Linked DNA regions of Zea mays: region 1 is linked to region 2. Evidence: chromatin contacts called from public Hi-C data. All regions are on one chromosome and are shown on one strand. Each heading gives the region's core, a stretch centred on a gene start, on an enhancer-like site or on the middle of the called end of the contact. The rest is flanking DNA. Distances are from core to core; before and after follow the strand shown. Region 1 has its middle 270 kb from the start of LOC103647030. Region 2 holds the start of LOC100280198 (Alba DNA/RNA-binding protein).

The links. Hi-C and Micro-C count contacts between places; a contact is called where the count stands out from the background.
Region 1: a Hi-C map of leaf shows a contact between it and region 2, with 7 times the contacts expected there. The contact joins the enhancer-like site here to the promoter of LOC100280198 in region 2. A contact is called at or near these places in 2 of 25 Hi-C or Micro-C datasets (ear and leaf).

What each region holds. Positions count from the first base shown.
Region 1 is chr2:142,730,648-142,735,316 of Zm-B73-REFERENCE-NAM-5.0, forward strand. No RefSeq gene overlaps it. Among protein-coding and RNA genes, the nearest start is that of LOC103647030, 270 kb to the right of the region's middle. Within about 2 kb of position 2,229, at least 20 of the 20 cell types and tissues checked have an H3K27ac peak or open chromatin away from gene starts, as enhancers often do. A contact at or near this core is called in ear and leaf, where this site is marked.
Region 2 is chr2:142,085,728-142,090,067 of Zm-B73-REFERENCE-NAM-5.0, forward strand. It overlaps LOC100280198 (Alba DNA/RNA-binding protein), which reads right to left and starts at 2,204. Exons shown (of 10, transcript NM_001153130.1): 1 at 2,122-2,204.

The DNA of each region.
Region 1 (4,669 bases), core at 979-3,478, 640 kb after region 2:
TTATTGCAGCCGTTGCAGATTCCTCAGTGGAAATGGGATGAGATTGGGATGGATTCATAGTTGGTCTGCCCCGCACTCGTGCAGGATATGACTCCATCTGGGTAGTAGTGGACCATTTAACAAAGGCGACTCATTTCATACCAGTCAAGACCACCTATAACAACGCAGTGTTGGCAGAATTATACATGTCTCAGATTGTGTGCTTGCATGGCGTTCCAAATAAGATAGTATTACACAGAGGCACCCAGTTCACTTCTGATTTTTGGCAGCAGCTACACGAAGCTTTGGGTACACAGTTGAAGTTCAGTTCAGGTTATCACCCGCAGACAGATGGTCAGACAGAGAGAACCAACCAGATCCTTGAAGACATGTTGAGGGCTTGTGCATTGCAAGACAAGTTAGGTTGGGACAAGAGGCTACCATATGCAGAATTCTCCTACAACAACAACTACCAAGCCAGTGTAGAGCCCAAAATTTGTATCAAAGAAGAATAAGGATATAAATAAATAAATATAGTTATATGTTAATGTCTTGGGAATTTATAAAACCTTTGGAGATTAAATGAATTTCTTCTATGTGTGCATATTCAATAAGGGAATTATATTGACCAAATAACAAATAAATATAGAAATATAAATCCCATGCTGAGGTCCTTGTATTTCTGCATTTGTATTTAAATTTTATGAGACATGTTTAAGTTTAAAAATTTGAATTCGAAACTAAAAAGAGAAAAGGGAAGGGAAGAAAAGAATACATATTATAGGGCAACAATAATAAATAAATAATATTATGGCGGGAAGTAGAAGTATAACTCATGTAGACTTTTAGGGGATATTTGAGATCTAGAATTCAAAGCAAGGCTTGAAATTTGGTTTGGATATTTGAAAATTGGAAATTAGAAATTCAAATAGAAAAGGAATTTAGAAAAGAAATGGGGGGAAATTCGTGTATTTGGGTCGTAATTGTCCAGACAGCCCAAATCCACCGCGCTGCCCTGGGTGTGGGTCTCTGACCGGTGGGTCCCGCTCCTGCTCACTGGCCTCCCCTTCCCGCGTGTGGTTGTTGCGCTCACTGGCACGCGGGCCTACTGCTCAGTCTCCAGTCGCGCTCAGGAATCTATTCTCACGGACGCGTGGGCCAATGTGGCCAACCAGAACACTTCCCCATCGCTCGCGTGGCCCATCCCTTTACGCTTTCGCGCCTGCTGACATCGCGGCCCAATCACCAGCCTCCTCACCCTCACATGCGCTGGAGAACCCTGGTCGCAGTTAAATGGGACCACACTCTCAGGTCGCCTTCCCCAACTCGCCGCAGATCTTGCACGGTAACACCATGCTTGACCGATGTCTACCTGCCCCGCTTGCTTCGATCGTGGCTGTTACGCCCTCGCCTCTGGGCTATAAGACCCCAAGCCTCGCGCCGCTCACCTCCCAAACACCATGGCCGTGGATCTCGCTCTCCGGTGAACGGCGCCCACCCTTCGTCCTCCTCCCTCTGGCCCTGTGACTAGCGGACGGGCCATTGGTTCTCGCTAAGGTCGTTGGTGTCGGCGTCCTCGCGATTGATGCTCTCCAGCAGCGCACCCGAGTCCTGTCGCCGCTGCCCTTGCTTGGCCTCGTCGCATCCTCGACCCAGGCGCGCCCACCGTCGAGCTTTGGGGAGGGAATCTGTGCGCATACGCCGGTGTACGCCTGCGCCGGTTCCCAACCCTTGGAAGACCACCTGTGATGCTCCATTGCGGTGCTCGGATGGTGCTCGCGGCATCGCACTGAGTCGTCCGTGTCTTGGGAGCACGTGATTTCTCGCTATGGTTAAGTCGCCGCCTCGGTGCCGCTCTTCTCCCTGGGCCGCGTCGCACATGATCTAGTTTCTGGTAAGTTGTTACCCGCTCCATTCGCCTTGCACTGAGCAACGTGTAGCATCTGTTTGAACTAGAAATAGGGCGCCGGAGCATGTAGAAGGGGGTCCGTCCATGGGCGCCGCCGTGCCCTGTTGGGCGGGGTGGGAGAAGCGTTGGTGGCCGTTGATCCCAGACCGACTGTGGCAATCATATCTCGCATACCCTTTTGCTTGGATGAGTATTGACCGTTCGATCTAGATGTGCGTACGAGATTAGAAAACCGCGTACCGCTTTTTAGATAAAATCCGAGCCGTAGATTGTAGATCTGAGGGCTAGGTCGAGTCGTAGACATGGAACTCCCTCGACCATCAATCTCGTATCCAAGGGACCCGAGAGCGTACCGATACATTAAGTTGTATGGTTTAATCTGGGCCGTAGGATTAGATATGAGTGGTCGTGGTTGGCAGATACCCCTTCGCCGAGCCTTATTTGCAAAAGACACCCCGTAGAATTTAATAACAAACCCGCCATGCATAGTATTATAAGAACAAAACAATTGAGTCCTGTTTTTAGCAGTCGGGCCCCTGATCTCTTAGAAAATTATGTACCCAGTCCATAAATATTAGAAATACTCTGAATTAAATAAGAAAATAGGTTTTTAGTATAAAAATAAATCTAGAAACTTGATTAATTCATATTAAATTTATTTTAACTTCTTTTTAATCCATTCTAGTTGCATTAAATTCATATTAATATTGTTTATCCCCTGGTAACTTTTTTTGCTATGAAACATAAATTAAAATTATGCACATGATTTCTTTTGTACCCGACTCCAAAACCTTTGGAAAATCATATCTTTTAAACCGTAGCTTCGAATTTAGTTGTTCTCGATCCCACGATCTCATAGCATCGCATAGAATGTTATTACGCAGTTTGTTCTTATGTTTGGTGTGATGTTAATTTTTCCTATACCATGTTTGTTTGTATTGCTACGTTTAGTAGTGAGGTCACGAGTCATCTGAAGAGCAAGTTGGTAGCTGGAATCTCAAGTCCCAGGCAAGTTGTGCCCTTGATCACTTTTATTTACCCAATAATGTTCTCTATAATCATTTTATCATGCATAGGCTTAATTTTGATGGGACCCAATAGGTCACCCTAGTCTGGTTATCTTTTATCATGCATAGGCTATTGCTCTATATGGTTTTGGGATTAATATTACATTATGACCATGTTCCAATTATACTGTCGTTTTATTTATTGTTCATGACAAGATCATTATATTAATTGGAACATGGAGCTTAACTTGAGAAACACGTGCCACCACAAGGGTGGAATGGGACGCTCTTGGCTGACTAACTAGGAAAGCTAGTGGAGGACTACCTTACCCGGTAGGGGTAAGGGTAGTAGGGGAGTAGGCGTGTAGGGAGGTTCTCGGGCTGATTTTGCGGCGATGGCGGTCAGACGGGGGATTCCTGCATTGCTCTTCCTAGAAACTGTAGCGAGTTTTCTAAAGCTAGTGGAACTTTGTAAAGGCCTCGTAGTGGATCCCTAGCCATTCACCTCGGAAGTGTCTAAGGGCCTTGCAAACCCTGGTGACATGGGATACACGACTTGTGGGTACAGGGTACAAACTCCGCAGATTGTAAAACTGGTATACCAGCCATGCTCGCGGTCATGAGCAGCTCAGGACTCTCGCATGATTAAATTATGGAATTAAATTCGATTTGTCATATGCATTGCATCGTGGATGTTGTTATCAATTTTGATCTATTATTACTCCGGTTTGGTATCTACTTATACTTAGTAATTGCTAATAAAATTTTGACCAACTTTAAAAGCAATGCTCAGCTTCAACCATCCTCTTTGGTAAGCCTTACACTTCACATGAGCTCCCACCTTTGGCGAGTTCAAGCACATTATTCCCCACAACTTACTGAGCGATGAACATATGTGAGCTCACTCTTGCTATCTCACAACCCCCCATAGGTCAAGAACAGGTATCGATGAGGCGCATGGAGGATGCTGCGATGTGTTCGTGAGAGATCTAGGCCGTCGTCTCCCAGTCAACTTTGGGTTGCTGGATCGTTGTCTTCATATGATATAATTATTTATTTATTTTGTACATAACTCCTATTATATAGTAAAGGTGTGACATTCGTTTATGTACCATGATTCATCATATGTGTGAGACTTGGTCCTAGCACACATAGTGTTTATTTCGCGCCTAGTTCTTGGTGCCCCCGAAACCCGGGTGTGATAGCCAGTCTGAAGATGTCACCATTTCAAGCACTCTACAGGAGGAATTGCAGAACTCCGTTGCATTGGGACCAACCCGGCGAGAGGCAGGTGTTCGGTCTAGATATTCTGCTTGAGGCTGAAGAGAACATCTGAATGGTCCGAGAGAATCAGAAGACAATGCAGTCTAGACAACGAACACTACCGGAATCCGGGCCTTTGCCGAGTGCCGGCGGCTTTGCCGAGTGCTTTTTATCGGGCACTCGGCAAAGAAGTCTTTGCCGAGCGCCGCACTCGGCAAAGTCCTGCGCTCGGTAAAGAGCTTATTTACCGAGTGCACGACACTCGGCACAGCCAAGCACTCGGCAAAGACTGCTTTGCCGAGAGTCGAACACTCGGCAAAGATGGCTCTCGGCAAAGGGCTGTTAGCGGCCGTCTACAGCTGACGGCCGTCAGTCTTTGCCGAGCGTCAAATATCTGGCACTCGGCAAAGAAAGTCTTTGCCGAGTGTCTTCTGTAGACACTCGACAAAGCATATTTTTATTTTTTTAATTTTGGTTACCAAACTTTTTGTGGTATGTTCCTACACTATGT
Region 2 (4,340 bases), core at 954-3,453:
TGGAATACAAGCCACATATCAGCGTGTGAATAAAGTGTTCTATTGGAAAGGGTTAAAAGCTGATGTGATTCAGTTTGTACATCAGTGTGTTACTTGTCAAAAGGCTAAGTGTGAGAGAACTCATCCAGCAGGGTTATTGCAACCCCTGCCTGTGCCTCAAGGTGTGTGGGAAGATGTGACTATGGATTTCATAGAAGGCTTGCCTAAATCAGAAGGTTTTGATACAATTTGGTGGTGGTTGACAGATTTTCGAAATATAGTCATTTCTTAACATTGAAACATTCTTTTACTGATAGGGGTGTTGCTCAAGTATTTCTGGATAATGTGGTTAAGTTGCATGGGGTGCCCAAGTCTCTAGTATCTGACAGGGACAAGGTGTTTACTAGCAGTTTTTGGAAGAATCTGTTTCAGCCCATGGAGGTCAAGTTGTTGTTGTCTACAGCTTATCATCCCCAGACTGATGGACAAAGTGAACGTGTGAACCAATGTCTGGAAATGTATCTCGGGTGTGCTGTGAACTCTCAGCCCAGCAAGTGGAAGAGTTGGTTGGCTCTGGCAGAGTACTGGTATAACACTACTTATCATGGTGTATTGGGGTGTACACCATTCAGAGTGTTATATGGATATGATGCCCCTATGCTGGCACTTCCAAGGCTCATTGCCATTGAGGATCAGGATGTCACTGATTGGGTCACAGAAAGAAATACTTTTTCTGTAATGCTGAAGGAACAGTTGGCTCGGGCATAGTTGTGTATGAAGCAATACGCTAACAAAGGCAGAACTCCTAGGGAGTTTCAAGTGGGTGGTTTTGTTTTGCTAAAACTGCAACCATATGCACAGAAGACAGTGGTGAATCGGCCTTGTCCCAAGTTGGCATTCAAATTCTTTGGGCCTTTCAAGGTTGCAGCTAAAATTGGGGCAGTTGCAAATAAATTGGAGTTACCTGCTGATGCTCAAGTCATCCGGTGTTTCACGTGTCTCAGTTGAAGCCGCTTCATCCATGCTATTCTCCGGTTTTCACTGAACTACCTAAGCTAGTTGACATGTCTCAAGAGGGCATTGAACCTGAACAGATACTGAATCGGCGGATGGTGCGTAAAGGCAATCATGCTATTGTCCAGGTGCTGGTGGAATGGACGGGACTGCCATCTGAAGCTGCTATTTGGGAGGACTATGCAGTGGTGAAGGCAAGACCGCAAGGTTTCCAGCAGCAAACACTTGGGGACAAGCGTCTTTTGGCCCCGGGGGAGATGTGATTATGTGATGGCCCAAGATGATGCCTAGAGCGAGTATGGAGGATCCTCGTAGCAGGTATGAGGTATTAGTCTGTAATCTGTGATGTTCTAAGTGATTGAGCCTGTAATAGTTGCTTGGGCTATTATAAGGCCGTATTGTCGCCATACTGGGCTGTAATAAGTGGATTAGCCAGAGTATTAGCCGGTTTAGCAGGTGAGGTTGAGCATCTATAAATACTGTAATGAGTTGTTCAGAGGGAGATATGAAATGAATAGGAAAACAGACTCCTGAACAAACTTATCTGTGTCTCGTCGGCGATCCCTGGAGAGTCTCACGTCTCGGCGAATCGCCGCCCAGGCCAAGGGTCATCACAGTATCAAACGGTGCAGTGACTGACGGTGTAAAACAGAGTGAAATGAACCTCGACCCTGACAAATTTCCAATTGTATCCTACCCCTCACGCCACCCCACCCAAAAAAATGGGCAGGTAATAAATCACAGTTGTAAACACACGATTTGAATAACACGAAATCGAACTCTGCCGCGACGCGCCCATCACAGCAGAGCCAGAAACGCTGCCGGCCGCGGCCCCTAAAGCCCCCCCAAATCCCTTCGGGAAAAGGGGTAGAAAACCGCATCGCCCTGAGCCCCAACCGCGCCTGTGACAACGACGCCGCGAATGGGACTGGAGGCGACGACCACCCGTGTCCCCACGCCGCGCCCAACAGCCCGGTCAACCCCGCGCCTCCCCCGACCTCAGAGCCTCCACCCAGCGAGAGGACCGCCGCCGCGCCGGCCGGCCCCCGAATCCATGAAGCCGCGTAGAATCGAGACGGAGCGGAGGAGGAAGGGAGGGAGGGTAGGGGATGGAGAAAAGAATCTCACCTCGCGTGCTCCGCCCTCGGCCGCTGCAGCTGCCGCTCCCCGGTTCCTCTTCTGACTGGCTGGTTGGCTTGGCTGGCTCTGCGCGGAGGGGGAGGGCGTGGAGCGGTTTCAGCTTTCAGGGTCAGAGCTTGCTGCTGCGTGCGCCCGCGTCGTCCTCGTCCTCGCACACTGGGCCTGGCCGCGTGGCGTGCTGGCGTGGCGAGGTTATCCTCCAGGCCCTGCCCCCTGGACCCGGTTTCTCGTGCGGCTGCTCGGAGAGCCGTCCGTTGCGCTGGATCTCGGGGTCGTTCGTAGACCGAGTGCGGCGAGCGGTTAGGATAAGGGCGCCTGGGCTTGGAGCCTAGGAGATAAGGAGGGGGCTGTACTTCGCTAGCATGTGGGGACCTGGCCCTGTTAACTATACCTGGCGAGTAGCCACTAGCCACCGGCGTGTGTAGGCTGCTTACCTACACCGGCCCCTAGTTTTGTTTTTTTAGAGCCATTCATGGTGCTAGTGCAATATTACCACGTCAATAAAAGTAAGATAAAACAAAAAATAAATTATGTTTTTTCAATAAAGTGGTTCGTGACTTAAATATTGTATTTAAATAACCAATAATAATAGATAAAATAGATAGAGATGAAATAAATTGTTCTTAATAGTGGTTTCGCATGCTTTCCAATACCTTAAAAACGAGCTCCGGAGTTTCATGACGAAACTATTTTCACCTTTTTTTAATAAATATAGTGTCATGTCATCAAATCCTATGTGGCATACTAATTAATGTATGAAACTGCCATTGAGAATGGCCTAAGTATTGCAAAAGTTTTTAATAAAAAATAGAAAAACACCTAGTTGGCAGGGTGGTCTACTCATTTTAGGTAGGGGTGGATATCGAGTCACCTCGGCTCGGCTTGGCTCGGCTCGACTGAGCTCGAGTTGGCTCGGCTCGACTCGTTAAGTTAACGAATAGGATAACCAGCTCGGCTCGACGCGTTTGCGAGCTCGAGCTGGCTCGTTTAGCTCGCGAGCCACAATAAAAAATTATATATATATATATATAACAATATAATCAATTGCTAGTTTATTTCATATTAATTTAACACTAGAAAAGACTAATAATACTCGTAATTTCATATATCACATCATTTAAACCTTAAATTAACATAGTATAGGCTTTTGTTTTGCTGATAAATGCTAACTCATTCGAGCTAACGAGCTGGCTCGTTAACGAACCGAGCTAAGATGTTAGCTCAGCTCGTGACAAAATTAAAACGAGTCGAGTCGAGTCGACTCAAATTGAGTACAAGTCGAGCGAGCTCACGAGCCACAAGTATTTTGTCCAGCCCTAATTTTAGGTAACTTTGGTATAGTTTAGTTGTAGAGTTAGGTAGAACTGAGTCGCTCCGTTATAGCATATAGCATGTTTGGTTTGATTCTAGATGGAAGTGAGTCGCTACAAAAGTGAAATATTTCTCCATTATGCATCTATGGGCTCTCAAAGACGATCGAACATGTGCGCTCGTAATCTAACGCCCCTCTCCTTGTTCTAGCATCATCTATTCCGCTTCACTCTATAACCAAGCATAGAATGAAGTCGCTTCATACTGCTTCTGTGCTTCACTTGGAACCAAACAAAAACAGAGTGGCTACGTTCAGACTACTAAACACAGAACAGAGGTGTTCTATCCATCTGGAATAGAGTCGCTCCATCCAAATAGTCTCTGGAACCAAACACTACCAATAATGACCAAATAATTAATAGTTCTAGGCTACCACTTAATTTAACTTCGTAGAAATGGTCTGACTAACAGCTCAACTACCCCCTATTAACCACTCACTAAACTATAGAAGATATCTAACTAACGACTAATGCAACTAAGAACTTTTCAACCCAAACAACATCTAGCGAACCCTAGAGCACAACTAAAAATAATACCTGACACATTGCCATGCACCACCACAACAACAACTTGGAGCACCTCCAAAGCGAGACGACAATAGCACAATAACACGACACCAGAGCTAGAAGGGAAGGTCTACATTCGAGAAACCCAACATAGAACAAGTATGACTGCATGAGAAGAGGTATGAAGAGAATGCCTCTAAGAAGGTAGTAGTGTCTGCAAACATTGTTGTACAAGCTTTCGCCATAATCTCAAGCATCTCACCTGCCACGACCTTCCAAAGACCCCCCTGATACATAAAAGTAAACATATCCATAAGGAAGACGCCAGTG